Linked DNA regions of Ovis aries: region 2 is linked to region 1. A link is a contact called in public Hi-C data. All regions are on one chromosome and are shown on one strand. Each heading gives the region's core, a stretch centred on a gene start, on an enhancer-like site or on the middle of the called end of the contact. The rest is flanking DNA. Distances are from core to core; before and after follow the strand shown.

Region 1 (2,762 bases), core at 102-2,601:
GAAGCAGCTGTAGAATAGAAAATTACAAGCAAATCCAGCATGGAGGCAAACCCAAGGTGTTAAGCAGCACATAGGCTAGTGGTGCAAGGAGGCGGAGAAACAGGAGCTGGTAGCTGATTAAGTCTCTGAGGGTTTGTAGGACCTTATCAGGAAGAGACAAGAGGGGAGGTGTCCAGGGAGTGCCAGGCTCTCCCACTATGTGGAGTGGAATGACTTGGTTAACTATCCTTAATTATGAGGAGTTCAGATAACGTGATTTAAAGTAGCAATAACCACGCCGACATGCTCTGATGTTGTTTGGAAAGAGCAGGCAGCCATGGTCCAGGGAGGGCTTACTCCATGGAGCTGGTGGTCATGGAGGTGGGCAATTTTGGGTAAGAAAAAATAAAATGGGTTTCCCGGGCACCTTTTGCTGTTCAAATAGGATTAATTGGTCTATTATTTCACATGCTATTTGTGAGAAATATTGCCTGTGTTTATTGCAAACAGGCAGGGGCTAGCCCAAATGGCAACAGCTTCAAATACATGCCGATTGATCGCAGAAAGAGAGTTGATTCCACGTGTACTCAGCACCGACTCATCAACTGCACACTCATCTGCGGATCACTGAGTGTTAGAAAAGAAAGAAAACTTGCAGAGCCTCCAGCCCAGCTCCCTGTCTTCAAGACTGAAGATCCTGAGTTTCAGTGAGAAGGTGAGAACTGTCTACGATGGGCAGGCAGAGGAAAGGAACACAACCATCCCACCATTCTGTTTCTATTTGTTTGCAGAAGAATCCAGATTGGTATGAAACATTTTTCCAGTGCTCTCTTCTCTCGTGAACTTTAAAAAAAAATTATTTCATGTTGGAGTACAGTTAATTTGCAATGGTGTACTTGTTTCAAGAAATACACCTGGAGGCTCAGTTGATAAAAAATCCACCTGCAATGCAGGAGGCCTGGGTTCGATCCCTGGGTTGGAAAGATCCCCTAGAGAAGGGAACTGGCCACCCACTCCGGTATCCTGGCCTGGAGATTTCCATGGACGCTCTAGTCCATGGGGCCACAAAGAGTCGAAAGTGACTTTCACCTTTTTTCAAGTGTACAGCAAAGTGATTCAATTAGACACGTGAAAGTCAAAGTCGCTCAGTTGTGTCTGACTCTTTCTGATGTGATTTCTAAGTGATGTTAGCATCACTTAGAAATATGCAAAAACCACACAGTGTAGTAAATCAACTATATTTCAATAAAAATTAAAAAGAAAAACAAAAAGAAACACACCAAACCAGTTTCAGGTCCCAGAAACAGTCTCCCCTCAGATAAAATCCTGGTTAGTCAGCAGCCTGTTTGGAATGTTGCCATCTGTCTCCTTTCCTGTGTCTTTTGGCCCAAACTATCCTGAATTTTTTAGTATGTCCTTCATTTAACAGTAGTAATGTTGCTGTTTTTCCTCCTGAAACCTGAATTTGTGTTCTATTTCAGTTGAAACTTACTGATCCAAGAGAATGATCAAAAAGAAGTGTTTTCCTTTGTAATAAAGGCAAACAATTTTATGCAAGTTTTTGGAGAGGGAGGGGTAGGCAGGCCTTCAAAACAGCCTTAGATTTTTTTTTTTTTTTTGCTTCATATTCAGATGATAATAAAGAGCTTAAGTTTTCCCCTCCAGAAAGCAAAGCTCTTTTTCATTGAATGCGAGGTGAATTATAGATTATGTCTCAAGGTATCCTTGCTAACAAGAGAAAGAAGAAAGTGCCATGAGCCAGAGGATCTCAAACTTTAGCTTGTAATGCCATCACCTGGGAACTTGTTAGAAAAGCAGATGTTCAGGTCGACCCTGAAATCTGCAAGTCAGAAATTCTGGGAGTCCTCCAACCTGTGTTTTATCAAAATTCAGATAATTCTGATATAAGCCTAAAGTTTGAGATATAGGTTGCTGGAGACTTAAAGAATGCAACCCATTTAAGAATTTACTACTGACTATGAGAACAGGTCGTATTTCTTCTAGTCTGAGAGCAGCTATTTTGATCAAGGCAGGACTGTTTCCGTATCACTGTGGCTGCAAGCTGAAGATAACATAGCGCGTTTAGAGCAGGCTGCCCTGCACAAGGTGAGGAGCAAGTTGCCCGTGTGATGTGATCTTATACGCTGCTCCCATCAGCCTCTGCTCCCCACATTTGCCTCTCCCCTGCTTGGAATTTCACTAATCATGCTTAATAACTAGACTGAAGGATTTAATCCTATTATACCTCACGTTCCTTAGGCAGGTTAATACTTTCATCCTTTATCAGTCTCTTATACAATGGACTGAGTTTTGGATTCCTTCTGGAGGAAAAGTGTTGAGAACCATGAAAGGCAGGGAGAAAATTAGACTATTTAAGGAAGGTACAATATAAATGTGTTTTGTTGCCTACCTCAAAATGCATACATGGCCTTCTTTTTTGTTTTTTGAACAGAACTCTATTTTTTGCTAGGAGCTTCCCTGGTGACTCAGAGGGTAAAGCATCTGCCTGCAATGAGGGAGACCAGAGTTCAATTCCTGGGTTGGGAAGATCCCCTGGAGAAGGAAATGGCAATCCACTCCAGTATCTTTGCCAGGAAATTCCTGTGGACGGAGAGGCCTGGTGGGCTACAGTCCACGGGGTCACAAGGAGCCAGACATGACTGAGAGATTTCACTTTCACTTTCATGTCTATTCTGCCTCCATCGTAGCTAAGAAGGCTATGTGATTAAGACATATTCAGTAGAAAGTAAAAGATATGCAGAAAAATTTTTTGGACGCCTTCT
Region 2 (2,762 bases), core at 68-2,567, 110 kb before region 1:
ACACCAAGAGCAGCTAAGTTTATATTAATTTATTAAGGTTGCATATCATTTGTCATGAATAATAAATTATAGAAAACATAGCATCTTTATAAACTATTAAGTGTCTCATATTCACTTCCTAATGCTTACTGCAATAACTGTAAGAAATTTAGATTATGTTTCAGCATTAGTCAGAAGATTAAAAAACACTATAAAATTTGTTCACAGTACTTTGGAACTATAAAGGACCCCATTATTTTAACTTTTGGGTAACCAGTTTGAAATGCATTAAAAACTCCTTACAGACCAGAAGGTGGCGTACGTTTTCACCAAGATGCTGAAAATACTGCAGTTCCTTGAATTTGTTCTTAGATCATATGGTGCACTTTTTAAGGCATTGTCACAAATGCAAATAAATAATCAATTACTGATCTTTAAAAAGAAAAAAAATCTACCAATAGACAACACTGAATCTTGGCAACACTTGGAACATTCAAATAAAAAACTCAGTAAACGATTGCAGCATGGAATTCTCTCTCTTAATCCCCCTCTCCGTCCTCCCTCCTCCCTGCTCAGTTTGTTTAAGGGAAAAAAAAGTTCAGGTTGAATTTCAGTCCTAGGGCCTGACCAGGAGACCCTGGCTGCCAGTCTTTCTCAGCCATCTGTCTTCTTCCCCTTATGTCCGTTCAGACTCTCCTCCTGACATCAGCGCCAGTCTTTCTCCTGCAGGGAGAGTTTTCCAATCCTTGCTGAAAGCACTTCTCCACTGGAACAGCACAGGCATGAAATTGGTTGGAGTCCTTGTCACCAGTTCATTCTGTTCCTCTCCTGCCCCGAGTCCCGGAGTCCTGACGGAAGAGAAACTTACAAGGCAACAGCAAGATGCTGTGCGTGTCAGGGTCTTACAGACTCACTTGGTCTTTAAATGTCCATTCTTGGATGATGTCCTTATCCACCCTCTGGTCCTCAGTGAACTTTGATGGAATATTTCCGCAGTTTCAGAAACTGGAAAAGCTTGTCTTTCGTTCTCTTCTTCAGAGCCATCAGGGCTCGCGTCTTCTCCTCTAGGTCTTGATCTATGGCAAAAATGATCTTAGCTCTCTCCTCCGCTTTCTTGTCCCCGGAGTTTTTGAAGAGCCTCTGTAATGCTTCTTGGTCTATGTTTTCGAAGATGTTGCCCACAGCTTTCTTACGTGAAGCTGTGTCGAAGTGGTAGCCGTGGATGGACGGGCTGACTCGCAGCGAGGTGGACATGCTGAAGGCTGGGTGGCTTGGCTTGGCTTTCATGGATGGGGGATTCTTCGGGAATTCAGCTCCCAGGCTCTCCAGAGAGTCTGTAGCAAAATCATTCCAGGACTGCTATTTAAAGTGTGAACAAAAGCTCCAGGCTCAGATTACACTGGTGACATCAGAGTGATCTCAAGGAAGCATAATCGCAGACCAGTTTAACAGTTGAGTTGCCAATGTCCTTCCTGTTCTTATGTTCAGTGTTACTGAAAGCTGTATTCAATGACGGGGCAGAAATAAAGAGAGGGATTCTTTTTAATACATCTGTGGCAATTGAATTACAGGTTTGGGCTCCTCTGTAGGAAAAAGGAAAAAAAAAAGAGCTTAAACCAGAACAGCGCAAAGCAAAGAAATACACATGGTGAAATCTTTTAGCTTCTGAAAATCTTCCCAAACAACCAAAACAAAAGCTTCTGCCAGTCACCGAAAAGTTTTAATTCCCAGAGAAGTTATAAAAGTATAGTCTAAACATTTGGCAATCCACATCAGCGCCCTCTGGACTTCCCTAGGCAGGGCAACCCTGGAGCTATTGAGAGAAAGCTTAACAATCAAAGACGTTGATTTGGAGTCTGACAGTGGACTGGGGCTCAGACACTACAGAATGCTGACGTGACACAGCCTGAGTCAGTGACCATTCAGAGACTGCGTCTAGGAGCTAATCTGCAATTACTGGATCAAGCTGTAATTTAATAAAAATAATGACAATAGGCAATTTCTCCTTAGGCTTGTGTATATATCAACAGCAAGGTCAAAAAAGCCAGGAGGAAGAGTTAAAAGGCGCTTTATGTACACAGCACTCAAAAGGGATGAATCGACTTTTTTCATATTTATTTTGGCATCAGTCAGACACAGTCAAAGCAAGTTTTAAAATCTGTGCTTTCCACATTCCACCACATTCAGCCAGCCACTGTCCCCAGTGATGTATGGAACACTAACAGTCTGCCCAGAGTTCAGTGTCAGATTCAAAGTGCCCCAGAGACTCTTCTTCAGGGACCTTCTGCCAGCCTAGCATTCTCAAATACAGAGGTGGCCTTCATTTTTCTCCCATCTAGTCAGCTAGAGAAATGCACATGGATTTCCCTGGTGTTCTTGTGGTTAAGACTCTGCTCTCCCAATGCGGTGGGTACATGTTCGACCCCTGGGTGGGGAACTAAGATCCTGCAAGCCACATAGTACAACCTTAAAAAAAAAAAAATTCACAGAGGGAAAGCGTGTGGATAACATACCTTCCTAGAAAACTGAATTAGGGGCACTTTTCGTGTATTCACTCATTCACTCACTTATTTAAACGATATGTATTCAAGGTTGACTTTCAGCTGGGCCTCCTCCATGGCTCTGCGGTGAAGGATCCACCTGCAACGCAGGAACGGCAGGAACTGCAAGTTCAGTCCCCACATCAGGAAGATCCCCCTGGAGGAGGGCATGGCTACCCACTCCAGCGTTCTTGCCTGGAGAGTCCCATGGACAGAAGAACCTGGCAGATTACAGTCCATATG

What was found. Hi-C and Micro-C count contacts between places; a contact is called where the count stands out from the background.
Region 2: a Hi-C map of liver shows a contact between it and region 1, with 5 times the contacts expected there. The contact joins the promoter of TCIM here to the enhancer-like site in region 1. A contact is called at or near these places in 8 of 16 Hi-C or Micro-C datasets (hypothalamus, liver, mixed tissues and 4 more).

What each region holds. Positions count from the first base shown.
Region 1 is chr26:34,485,245-34,488,006 of ARS-UI_Ramb_v3.0, reverse strand. It overlaps LOC132658697 (a long non-coding RNA gene), which reads left to right. Exons shown (of 3, transcript XR_009598628.1): 3 at 1-2,762. Among named protein-coding and RNA genes, the nearest start is that of IDO2, 79 kb to the right of the region's middle. Within about 2 kb of position 1,351, at least 3 of the 54 cell types and tissues checked have an H3K27ac peak or open chromatin away from gene starts, as enhancers often do. A contact at or near this core is called in liver, where this site is marked.
Region 2 is chr26:34,591,507-34,594,268 of ARS-UI_Ramb_v3.0, reverse strand. TCIM (transcriptional and immune response regulator) reads right to left here and starts at 1,317. Exons shown (of 1, transcript XM_004021793.5): 1 at 15-1,317. The coding sequence starts at 1,266. The coding sequence ends at 946.